Regions from separate parts of the Mus musculus genome. Here region 2 is linked to region 1. The links are chromatin contacts, called in public Hi-C maps. All regions are on one chromosome and are shown on one strand. The core of a region is the stretch at or near the end of the contact, and the rest is flanking DNA. Distances in the headings are between cores, read along the strand shown.

Region 1 (6,473 bases), core at 1,693-4,192:
TACAGACAGAACTCAGCGATTAGATGCTGTATTTATTTAGGCTATTCTCTCAAAAAACCTGGTTTCTATGCTGCGTTGAAATGACAGAAATGTTTCCAGGAGATTATCCCAGACAGCACAAATGTTCTTTCCCAAAGTAGAGGCTGGAACCACAGCTCCTTCATACTGTCGGTTACATCTGCTGATACTTATAGCAGCAGCACCCACTTCCCAGACAGGAAATGCCAGTTTCTTGGTAAGGACCGAGAATATGGAGACGCTTAAAAAAGGGGAAAAATGTCTATCTGAAAATCAGATCTACAAAATTAAGGATCTAGAGAGTTATTTAGAAACGGAAATATTTTCCTTTCATAGCACCGAGATTCTTTGTGTATACTTGCCTGGCTATTCTCTCATCCTTGTTTTCTAGGAAATGAAGCTGTAAATACATTCCCAAGGCCCAACCCTCTGTAACATGTCCTGATATTTCCGGTTAGAGAGGTGGCTCAGTGGTCAGGTGCTGTACTGTTCTTCCTTAGGATTTGAGTTCAGTTCCCACCACCCACACCTGGTAGCTTCACACACTGTCTGTAACTCCAGTTCCAAGAGATCTGATACCCGTATGTATTCATGGAGACCAGAAACATGTACTATCTATCTCATTCATGTACTATCTCATGATACATAAATACATACTCAAAAATCAAGTGAATCTTTAAAAATATAATTTGTTAGGAAAACATTGTTTTAATTAATTACTGCAGTGTATTGTATCATTTCCCTTTTGGGGGGGAGGGGGTTTGAGACAGGGTTTCTCTGTATAGCCCTGGCTGTCCTGGAACTCACTTTGTAGACCAGGCTGGCCTTGAACTCAGAAATCCGCCTGCCTCTGCCTCCCGAGTGCTGGGATTAAAGGCGTGCGCCACCACGCCTGGCTCATTTCCCTTTTTTTATTGCTAACTTTTTGTGGCTTAGTTGAATTAAGCTTGGTGGTTAGGTATGTGCAGAATAAGTACACACACATATGGTTCGGTACCATTTTTATTTTGGTTATAAATTGGGGTTGGGGAGGGCTTGGAATGTATCTGCAAAGATAATTCTAGGGCAGAATATAAAGATGGGGGAAATTACTGGAACATGGAAGGAAAAGAAGATATTCATCCCAGAGCTGAGTCCACTTCTACCAATGAGAGGCAAGACTTCCAGCACAATTAGTGACATTTGCTGTAAAAGTTGAACACACACACACACACACACACACACACACACACACACACACACGTTAAAATAGCTATGAGCCAAGCTTAAGGACAGGCCACAAATGACCTTGGAAGTACCTCATTTCTTTTTCTAGACATTTTCTAGAAATCTCAAACAAGAACTTTTTTTTAAAAGAAGATTTACTTATTATTATAGATAAGTACACTGTTGCTGTCTTCAGACACACCAAAAGAGGGCATCAGATTTTATTACGGGTGATTGTGAGCCACCATACGGTTGCTGGGATTTGAACTCAGGACCTTCGGAAGAAGAGTAGTCAGTGCTCTTATCTGCTGAGCTATTTTGACAGGCCAAGAAATTTGTTTACAGTAAAGATAGCCTATCTTTCAAAATTAGGGTGATCTAGAATTTTACAGTATCAATTGAAACCTGGAGGGCACGCCTGTGGGATTACCCCAGTATCTCATTTAAGTTCTTTGCTCATCCTTTGAAGACAATAGTTTCAAAACTGGCCTGAATGATATATATCGGAAATGGTATATACTGGAAGGAAAACAAAGAGAAAGCCTCAGAGAATGCCCAGCTGTGTTCTGGAGTGTGCCTTCATCGTACCCTAAGTGTCTCTATCTACTCTAAAATACCCTTTAACAGGCCTCAATCCTGCAGCCTACGAGCTAATTCTAAAAATTCTGCATTAAAGCAAAGGTTGAGAATTTTAAAATCTAAATGACTAGGGAACAGACAGGCTGAAGAGCGGCAGCACTGAACAGACAGGCTGAAGGGCGGTAGCCTGACCCCTGCCATGGCTACTGAAATTCTAAATCTAACATTCAGTGCTATATGGAATATTAAGTACTTTCGCCTCTTTCTAGATTGCCTGTATTGAGAGGGTTACACGATCTTGCAGCTTTTTCTATGCACACACACAATTTCAGGCTATTGTTGCTACTATATATTTATTTTTATTTTCCTGATTCGGTTACTCTGAATAGCCTTGGCTGTCCTGGAACTCACTCTGTTGTCCAGGGTGGTCTCAAACTCTAAGATTCATCTGCCTCTGCCTCTCTGCTGGGATTAAAGGCGTGCGCCACCATTGGTCAGCTGTTGTTTCTGTATCTCCAGACAATGGCTGGATTATAGGGTGTCCACAAACTCAATTCTCCTGTCTTGGCTGTGTTGGGATTATGTGTGCACCTCACATACGTGTGGCAAAAACACAATTTTGACTCTTCAAAAATGGTACCTGTGCCCTACAAGGCTTTTGGATACATCAATGGTCTATATTGACCATCAAAGTCCATTTTGTATGAAGGAGAAGAGTATGGAACCTGTCACATTATTTGGGAGGAGAGGGTGTAGTGAGAGTTTTTAACAGGGCAAAACCAGTGAGTGTGAACAGAAAAGATATACAAGAAGAAAAGTCCAAAGTCCTCTTCATCCCTTTCCTTCTAGTAGTGTGGCCTTGAGGGTCAGCTGGATCATCCCAGTGGACACCACAGTAGAGTAGACTAGGGCCTAGGTCTTGGCCTTCTAGGCCAGCCCAGGCCATGGCCAGGCCTTGGATGCCTGGGGTCACAGACTTAACCACAGACTGTGGGGTCCTCAGCATCTGGAAGGCACAGGCCTTGCCCTAAGTGCCAGAGCCCCCTCGCCCACGGTCTTGGGGGTGGGGCGGCCTTGCCTCGGGCCGGTGCCTTTCGCCCTTCGTTGGCCGCCAGAGGCTCCCTCTCTCCCTCTCCTGGGATTTCGCTGCTGGGCTCCCTCTCTTTGCGGCCCTAGAGTTAATCCCATCAGCCGAGGTGAGGCACCTGTTACCCCGGGGCCCTCCTCATCCCCGCGGCCTGATCCCTAAGTCCATCGGGCCTCGCGGGCCTCAGGGCCCGGCGTGGGGGGCCCCGCACGTGGGCCGAGCGGCGTCCCCGATCCCAGGCCGCAGGCGAGGGTGCCCGCTTGCGCGTCGGGTCCCCAGGCCGGGCCGCCATGGCTGGGGTGGAGGTGGGGGGTGGGGGTGGGGGGAGCGCAGCGCGCGTCCCGGGGCCGCCCCGCGCGGGCAAGACGCGCGTGGGGGGCCGAGGCGCGAGTGCAGGCGGCCGCCGCGCGCGCCGCGCCGTGACGAGCGGGCGGAGGGCACACGGTCGGCGCCGAGCCCCGCACGGTCACGGGGGGGCGGGGGGGAAGAGCGCCGAAGGAGTCCGACCTCCCGCCCGGGCCGCTCGGTAAGGGGGCGGCGTGCGGGTGGCGGGGCGGCGGGAGCGCGGGGACGCGGCGGCGTGCACAAAGGCGGACCCGCGGGCGGGTGGGGGTGGACTGCGGTCCGGGAGCGCCAGGGTGAGGAGGGAGGCTTGATCCTCTGCGGGATCTATTGTTTCCCCGGCACACTGGGAGGAAAAGCAGAGGCATTCGTGTGATTGTCACCCTAGCCTTTGCTCTCCCTCCGCTCCAGTGTGGCCGGCGAGCTCGTCTCTCCCCCGGTGCCACAGACCGGGATCCGCCTGGCAGCGGCCCGGAGCCGCCGCCAATGTGTTAGGACTTCAGGTGCTTCTTGGCACCAGGCTAGACTGCGACCTCCTCCTGCCTTAGCGCCTGGCGTCACCTGCTCTCCCGGCCCTGCCCCGGGGGCCGAGGGATGGCGTCCCGAACCGGGCTGGGGAAAATCAATCGGCTGCCTCTCAAGTTGGTGTTATTTATGTTTGTCTTTTGTGAGGGCAGGTTTTTGAATCCCCGGCGGCCCCCTTCGCCCCCGCCGCCCCCGCCCCCTCGTGCTTGAATTGGCGGTGGGAGGGAGCGGGGTGTGCAGCTAGGGGAGAGGGGAGGGTGTTTATGGGTAAAAAGGACATTGTCAACGCTTTCCAAAAAGGAAAGAAAGAAATAAAGGAAAAAACAAAAACAAAAAACAAAAAACAAAAACAAAAACCAACCCAAACCACAGGCACCACACTCCTCTCTTGTTTGCCTGCATGGGCCATGCATGCATGCATGCGTGCCTGCTGGGCCAGGAAGCGAGTTTTGGAGCTGATTTAAGTGAAAGTGTAAGCTCTCTCAGCTGATGGTGCGTGAGCGTGATGTGGTTCCGTGTAACATTAAAACAAAACAAAACAAACCAGAATAATAAGAAAAAAAATGTTTAGAACTGCGTTGAGTGCCTGAAGTGTTGGGCTGCTGGCGTCCTGGTAGAAAACCCAGCTGTGGGCTGGAGGACAGCAAACATGCATGGCGTTCACTTTTTTTTTTTTCTTCCTATCTTGAAGTAAGTTAGGGGCCAGAAGGAGTAGACAAATCAGGACTGTGGAAGGAAGTGTCATGGCATACCTGATTTCTGATTGTCACATTCTCAGGCATCTATTCCCAGGAGACTCCACTCCTTAGTTAATAATAGCCTCTTGGCTAGGAAACTTCCAAACAATGCATAGAAAAACTTACAGTAAAACTTAATTGACCTTCCAGAACTTACTTCTGTCTGTTTTGTCCTGAAACTGATACTTGAGCATGGTGTACATGAGGCTATTAACTCAGAACCATCGAAGAAGCCTCTGTAGCCATATTTTTAGAGTTTGGGAACGTTAGACTCCAAACTTTTCCCTGTTCTGCACGGTTATGGAAAATTCCCAAATCAAGTGGCCATTTTGATTTTTTTTTTTTAAAGAAGTAAATGAGTTGTCGAGTTCTTTCATAATTCATTCACAGAAATACCTCAAACTTGGTCTAAAGCATTATTGTCAAGTGGTGTCAAGTGGTGTGTGCATGTGCGTGTGTGTGTGTGTGCGTGTGTGTGTGTGTGTGTGTGTGTTTTGCAAGCATCTCCAAGTTATGTTTGTTACCAAGGACAAACTAGAATAACTCCGTAGCTTCTTAACTTTAAAGTCCCATTTCGAGGTAATTGACTTGATGTGTGGCGAAAACACTTAGAAAACAAGGTGTTAAGTGTTGACTAGTTCACTGAAGAGAAATTCACATAAACATATGAATTCAGAAACTCATTCTTTTCTATTACAGATGAACCTCTAGTCTTGCTTTGAAAAAAGCTATTTTGTGTAACTCTTGACTGTGAATACATTTCTAATACAGCCTTTGGAATCGTCACGGGACAAGTGTGCCATTTGAGCGGCCCTGTGCCTGGTCAGACACTGGGGATTGAGAAGAGAGGTCTGTTTGGCTTTTTGGTTGTTTTTCCCAGTGACCATTATGAGCATTGGCTTTTCACCCTTGAAGTAAACATGTTGAAGGCGGAATCTTCAGGGGAGCGGACCACTCTCAGAAGTGCCTCTCCTCACAGGAATGCGTACAGAACAGAGTTCCAGGCACTGAAAAGTACTTTTGACAAACCCAAGTCAGATGGGGAACAGAAAACGAAAGAAGGTGAGGGCTCCCAGCAGAGCAGAGGTAGAAAGTATGGCTCCAATGTCAACAGAATTAAAAATCTATTTATGCAGATGGGTATGGAACCCAGCGAGAATGCTGCTATCATTGCCAAAACCAGGGGGAAAGGTAGGCCCTCGTCCCCTCAGAGAAGAATGAAGCCCAAAGAGTTTGTGGAGAAAACGGATGGCTCAGTGGTTAAGTTGGAGTCCTCTGTCTCTGAACGAATCAGTAGATTTGACACAATGCATGATGGCCCTTCGTATGCTAAGTTCACGGAGACTCGAAAGATGTTTGAGAGAAGTGTGCATGAGTCAGGGCAAAACCATCGCTATTCCCCAAAGAAAGAGAAAGGTGGAGGGACTGAACCACAGGATGAGTGGGGTGGCTCCAAGTCCAACAGAGGCAGCAGTGATTCCTTGGACAGCCTGAGCCCCCGGACGGAAGCGGTCTCTCCTACTGTGAGTCAGCTGAGTGCTGTGTTTGAGAACAGTGAGCCTCCAGGTGCTCTCACTTCTGGGAAGGCTGAGAGCGCTGACTACTCGGTGACCGGGCACTACCCCCTCAATTTACCATCTGTTACCGTCACCAATCTGGATACCTTTGGCCGTCTCAAGGATTCTAATTCGAAGCCTCCATCAAACAAACAAGATACTGATACAGAGGATGCTCAGAAGAGCGATGCTGTGCCAGTACCGGAAGTGGCTCAGAAAGGTACCTCTTTAGCTTCATTGCCTAGTGAAGAGAGCCAGCTGAGCACGGAAGCCGAGGACGTCACAACAGCTCAACCAGAGGCTCTGGACAGCACTGATAAAGACAGTCCTGAGGAACCCTCTGCTGAAAACCAGGCAATGCCAAAGTCTCATATCCTTTCCCCACGGAACGAGCCGTTAGAAGATGCTGAAGCTAATGTGGTT
Region 2 (6,500 bases), core at 762-3,261, 50 kb after region 1:
TTCTTTTTTTAACTATCAGGTGAAATGCATGTGAGTTTCTATGGAGGACACACCCTCTAGTCAGCAAAGGTGGTTTTAGGTAGGAGTGCTTGCAGGTGATTGTAGTCACACTGATAGGTCTCTGGGAACCAAACTATTGTAAACTTTGTTCACTGACAGAAATTCAAAATTTTCAGGACTTAAAAATTGATCCACATGTAAGATTTTCATGTTTTTCTGCCTTCTTAAGCCCTCATTTCTTTTAAAAACTGTTTTTAGTGCTGGGTGTCATGTTCTAGACCTGTCTTCCCAGTGTTTATGAGACCGAGGAAGAGGGCTGAGAATTTGAGTTCAGCCCGTCTATAAAGTGAGTTCTGGCTCACAAAGTAAACAGAAAAGGAAATGAAAACAAAAGAACCTCACCCGATTAGTTTCCTTACCCCCCCTCCCCCCCCCTTTGTTTTTGTATAGTGTTGATGAACCTGCTACTTGTTTGGTGTTCTTACCATGAATTGTTCCAGATGAAAATACAGATGTATTTGTGTTCTGGTCACAGTGACTGTGGTGCGCACTGTAGGAGACTGGCATGGATGATAAGCTGATTCCGATTCACTTCTAAACTTATGCATGTAAATTAGTGCTGAGCTGTCCCCATCTCCCTAGTGTCTGTGATGGCTATCCTTGGTTGCCAACTTGACTATATCTGAGTTAACCAAAACCCAGGTAGCTGGGCACACATGTGAGGGATAGATTATTTTTCTTTAATTAAATCATTTGAAGTGGGAAGATCCACTTTTACTTATTTATTTAATTGGTTTTTCAAGAAAGGGTTTCTCTGCTTAGCCTTGGCTGTCTTGGAACTGCCTCTGTAAACCAGGATGACCTTGAACTCAGAGATTCGATGCCTCTGCCCCCTCGTTGCTAGGTTTAAAGGTGTACGCCATCACTTCTAAAGATGTACTTTTAATCCAGATCTTTGGAGGTGGGAAGTTCCACCTTTATTTGGTGCCACACCTTCTGCTGGCAGCCTATGTAAAGGACATGGAGGAAGGAAGCCTGCTATCTCTGCCTGCTTGCTCTTGCAGGCAAATCCTTCCCCCTAACCCTCCACTGGCATTAGAGCCCATGTCTTCAGGATTCTGGCATATACAGAAGACCAGCCTCAGACACTGAACAACTACTGGATTCTTGCCCTTTCCCTTGTTAGACAGCCGTTGTTGGACTAGCTGGACCTCAGACTGTAAGCCACAGTAATAAATCTCTTTCCTACACCTGTATGTAGATTTTCCACTTCTCTAAAGCACCTTGAGTAATACAATGCCAAACTTGAGTTTTATTTTGAAATCCAATTTATTATTGTTATTGTGAATGTTTATTATATGTGTAGGTATGTCAGCTTAAGTGTGTGTTTGGGGGTCAAAGAACAGTCCTATGGGGATGCCTCTCCTCTTCCACCTTTGTGCGGGCACCGGGGGTTGAACTCAGCTTGTTAGGTTTGCACAGCAAGCTCCTCTGTCTTTTGAGGCATCGCACAGGTCTCATAATGCCTACTTTTAATTCATAAGTGGTTAATTTTCTTTTATACATCCTCGGCTTTGTATTGTACACATTATTCATTGTCTTGTTATTAGTTATTATTTGTGGGGTTTTTTTTTTTTTTTTTGGTCTGTTCCGAGTTGTAGTTGCAGATACATAAGTGGGTAGATTCGCATTGACTTAGCTTTCATGATTTATTATATCCATGCAACAATGTAGAGCGGAGAGAAGGGAAATGACCTCTCCTGTATGAAATGAAGCACTGCACTCTCGTTAATGCTTTTCCCGTGCTAGTGTGGAGGTTGCGCACACTGTGGCAGTGGCCTCCACCATGGCCACGCCTTAACTGCCGCGATGGTTCTTTGTGCAAATATTTTTTCAACCTTCTATTTGTCACAAGTAGCTCCATGTTGTCCCGAGGATAATAGATTTATGATCTTTGTGGTATTAGCAGCCAGAGTAGGCTGGTAATTTGTTCCAGCTGTTGACTGGATTTGGTTTTCCTTCCTGAGCACTGGCCTCTCTAAGCGAGAAGACAATGAAAGGCAAGGCAAGTCAGTTCCCTATCGTGTGCTTGCTTGCCTCTGAGAAGGCTGATCTTTAGACAGGCGAGAGCATCGGAAACATTCTAGGTTTCTGATCATCTGAATGTTATTGTCAAGTCATGAGGCAAGATAACCAACATGGACATAAAGTTAAAAGGCAGAGGAGCTGCACGAAGCTGCCCCATTTACAGCCAGTGAAGATTTCCCTACGATAGGTTTTGTTTTCTTGATTTTTAAAAACATACAAAGACCAAGTGAACAGAGTGATTTAAGAAAACAGAACAAAACAAAACAAAACTGCAAAACTGGTGGTTCATGCTTTTCATCCCAGCCCTTGGGAGACAGACCAGTGTATCTCTGTGAGTTAGAGGTCAACTTGTCTCCAGAGTGAGTTGAAGGACAGGCAGAACTACACAGAGAAACCTTGTCCTGAAAAACCATAACCAAACCAAACCAAACCAAACCAACCTGGAAGTAGAAATTACTTAAGATGTTGCCATGGCTAAAAACGGTGCTGAGATTTCACCACTTTTCCCCCTTCCTCTTCCTCCTCCTCCTCTCCCTTTTATTTCTTTCCTCCTTTCTTTCTCCTTCTTCCTCCTTCTTTCTCGCTCCCTTTTTACCCCTCTTCCTTCTTCCTCCTCCTTCTTTCACTTCCTTCCTTCCTTCCTTCCTTCCTTCCTTCCTTCCTTCCTTTTCCTCCTCCTACTTTTTTGTGTGTGTGTGACATGTTCATCCCTTGTCAGTTAGACTGTGGGGAAAGAAAAAAAAATACTGAATACCAGAGTAGGAATTGCATCCAACACTTAATGAAATCCACTGCTTATGTTATTTTGATTGGTGTTGTTTGCTAAGGTGTATCTGCCAGACCTTGTAAGACCCTCGTTTTGAAGATGGAATGCTAGTTTCATCCAGGCATTCTGGTTATCTGACTGTGAAAAAAAAAAAAAAAAAAAAAAAAAAAAGAAAAGAAAAGAAAAAGGATTTGGATGGGAAGAAAGGTTACAGATGTAAAGAGCATCTTGTGTAAAATCAAACATCAGGATAGCATGGGGAGGTCTGGTCACCTGGATTTGGTTGTTTTTAATGTGCCTAATGGGACTTTGGGGTTATTGGATTCTTTTTCACAATAATCAACTAGTCTTGACTGTTGTTACACAGAGATTTTTTTTGTAAAGTATGCTAGTTATATGGTCAGGAGGTGTCGAATAATACAATAAATTAAAAAAAAATAGATGCACTGAGAGCTAAGGAAGTTTGAGACCAGCTTTCTCTAGAGGTATGGTTACATAAGGCCAACGTGGACAATGTAGACATGGAGAACTTAAGTCGATAGTGGTAAAGGGTAATCAGATTGATGTGAGTTCAAATCATTACTCAAGAATTAGCATGATCCTTTGTACCCTACTATAGAAGATGGAGGGTGGGGTGTGGAAGAGAGAGAGTGGGAGGGAGGGAGGGAGGGAGGGAGGGAGGGAGGGAGGGAGCCAGGGAGCATGAGTTTATAAATCACATAAAGATTCAGACAGAGAATCTCATCTTATTAGGAAGATGAGAGTTTTTTCTTCTTCTATAGTATTCCTCCCTGAATAATGAGTCCTGGGTTGTAGAAGAGGATTGGTTTGCACTTAAACCCTTGTTCACACATATAACAGAAACATATACTATGCTATAAGAATCATCCATATGGGTTTAATTAGGCCGTGTAAGTCTATACGTGTTTTGGAACAGAGAAGACAAAAACGCTGTTTTATAAATATCAATTTGAGCAATCTAGGGAGGTGGCTCAGCAGTTAAGAATAGTCACTGCTCTTGTAAAGGACACAGGTTCAGTTCACAGCACCCACATGGTGACTCCCACTGCCCTTATCTCCAGTTCCAGTGCATCTGATACCCTCTTCTGATCTCTGAGGCCACCAGGCACACAAGGGGTGTATGTGTGCACATTCAGGAGAAGTTCTCATACACTTGAAGTAAAAACAGGAAATAATTTTTAAAAAGCAATATTGGCCTAAGGAAGTGCAAGCACTCTGTGGGACCCAGTTTGGTTTGAGCTCCTCCCACGGAGCCAGGGGGCTGTGGAAAGAAGGTATGTACTGCTGGGCAAGGAGGGAGGAGTGGGGGTTCCTGCAAAGACATGCATGAGATGCGGGTCACTGAATAGCTTGTCAAATCGGACATCTTTTGAGGTCTAGCTTTGAAAGGAGAGGTGGAAGGCTTGTTTTATTTTTAAAAATAGTTTTAGCAGTTCTGTGGTAAATGAAGACAGTTTCTAATGGAAGATGCCAGAATTGTCATACAAGGAGAATCGGAAGCTAGGAAGTAGTTTTGCAAGGAGTTTGGGTTTAGACAACTAGAGGATGCCCTTCTTCTTAGCCTATAGTGAAGTTGCTGAGAAGTCCAAAAAGTAGAACGAGCTGTCTGGTAAAAGTAGATGTTTGGTTGTTGTTGAGCTGGGTCTGTGCGTCTGTCTGTCAGTGCATGAGTGACACACCAGAGAAGGATGTTCATCGAGAGCAAGCACATGGCCATTTCTTCTCTTCCTTCAGAACGCTGGGCACTTACGGATTCTCCAGGGAAGCCTCCTTCACACGCGGCATCCGTGTACCTTCTTTAAAAGATCATGGCCATTTCTTGGTTTTGTTTTCTCAGTTTCTGGGAAATGAACAGAAATGTCTTTTGACAAAGTCATCTGTCCATGATGCAGCAAGTAGTCCTTTAACCTATCCTAGTGCTGCTTGAACTGTTTGCTAGAGCACGTTGACGTAACTAATTCTTAACCCAACGTGGGGCTGATAATCACACCTGTAATTGTTAGCTCTAACACAGACTTACTTGGCTCTGTGTCCTTGATTCCTTCCGATGTCCATGCAGGCATTGGGACCTCAGCTGTCCATAGACTTACTGATGTAATCTCATTTGCAGTCAGCTCCTTGTGTGTGAGAGAGAGACCCTCAAAGAGATTCTCACATATTCATACCTAGTGTTTTTACATTCTCAGAATTTTCTAATTTTTCTTAACTTGGAAAACAAATACTTCTTTGCACCATTTAAAAGGGAGTAGATATACAAAATGTTCTGGTCTCTAAACCAAATAATCACTGAGATTGAACTTAAATCTCAAAATTTAACATGAATCACAGTGATAAAGGAAGTTTAGTCTAGTAGTTCATTCACAGATGAAGAAAAGTCTGGTGGACCAAGACCCGTTCATCAAGGGCAAACTTTATGAAGGCAAACATGTCCGTTCACCTCTGGAAAAGCTGCTGTCTTTGACTATACTGCATGAGTGGATGAAGGCGACTGGAAGGTGACTTATCCTTAAACACTCAGAAACGTGTGGGCCAACTTGAATCCCCTGAAACCTCACTTCTCTACAGACAACTTCCAGCACACGAGCTGCTTGTGTTTCAGAGGTTTATGTGTCAGGCAGCTGCTTGGAACTCAGAACACCCCCCAGCCCCCGCTTATTGAAACAGTATAAAAAAGATTGGCCGTGTTCCCAGGCCAGCTCACAAACTTATTTTTCTTAAACCCAAACTGTACCTTTAGTAACTGTACAATTTTACTTTATTAAGTTGAAGGTTTAGATTGTGTGAGAGCACAGATCCAAATCACTTAAAAAACAGAACGTATCTGTCTGTGCTTATCTGGCTGGGGTCTTCCCAGAAGACAGCCCTGGGCATGCTGGGAGTCACAATTTATTGACTGCACTTGTAAATAGCTCCTTTTCCCAACTGATAGGCAATGCATTGTTAGGTCCATGCATGTTTCTAAGGGTGGTCTCATTTCATTCTTGCTCTATGTCTTTCTCTGTGGGTTATTGTGTGTTCCTATAAATGTAGCTAGAAAATGGCTAGTGTTCCTATATTCTAGAACCTCAACTAATTGGTAAGTTTAATTGTTTTATGTCTAAAAGACACTGCTTAAAATTTTCTCTTGGAAATGAATTATTATTATTTTAAAAGATTGCTGGTAATTGGTGGTATACAAGTCAAAAACTTGAAACTGTTATAAATGGTAAATGATGTAAACTTATGTGTAAATAATTACAAGATTATTTATTATATTTAGTTTTAATGCTTAGGAATTTTAGAAGCAAACATAGTCAATTACCAATTATGTTGTAATGAGTCTGCTCTATCCTTACATTGTATTTTGCTTTGGTTGGTCATGTTTTATCAATAAATGATTTTTAAGTATGACACATTCTGTTTAGGAATGGTGAACAAAGTGGCCCCTGAGTGCAGGCCCAGTACGGAGGAGACGGAGGCCTGAGAAGCAGTCGTTCAAGGTCATCCTCAGCTAAAGAATGAGCCGGGTAGAGCTGGGGCTAAATGAGGCCCTACCTAACCCTCTGTTGCTGCGCCCTCCTGCCCCACAAAGCAAAACTAAGGCTCTCTTAGGTTGATCCTTTTAGAGAATGCTATATGTTGACAG

Evidence for each region. Hi-C and Micro-C count contacts between places; a contact is called where the count stands out from the background.
Region 2: a Hi-C map of uterus shows a contact between it and region 1, with 2.2 times the contacts expected there. The contact joins the enhancer-like site here to the promoter of Ppp1r9a in region 1. A contact is called at or near these places in 7 of 484 Hi-C or Micro-C datasets (8-cell embryo, Sertoli cells, granulosa cells and 2 more), 3 of 115 datasets of contacts at active chromatin or transcription factors (embryonic stem cells and intestinal villus epithelium) and 4 of 9 other capture datasets (adipose tissue, embryonic stem cells, liver and 1 more).

What each region holds. Positions count from the first base shown.
Region 1 is chr6:4,900,033-4,906,505 of GRCm38.p6, forward strand. It overlaps Ppp1r9a (protein phosphatase 1, regulatory subunit 9A), which reads left to right and starts at 2,943. Exons shown (of 16, transcript NM_001363809.1): 1 at 2,943-2,999; 2 at 5,194-6,473. The coding sequence starts at 5,415. It overlaps Gmfg-ps (glia maturation factor gamma-like), which reads right to left and starts at 3,182. Exons shown (of 5, transcript XM_030255708.1): 1 at 3,016-3,182; 2 at 167-259. The coding sequence starts at 3,182.
Region 2 is chr6:4,951,335-4,957,834 of GRCm38.p6, forward strand. All of the region lies in intron 2 of Ppp1r9a (protein phosphatase 1, regulatory subunit 9A), which reads left to right. Among named protein-coding and RNA genes, the nearest start is that of Gmfg-ps, 51 kb to the left of the region's middle. Within about 2 kb of position 2,012, at least 22 of the 459 cell types and tissues checked have an H3K27ac peak or open chromatin away from gene starts, as enhancers often do. A contact at or near this core is called in palatal mesenchyme and uterus, where this site is marked.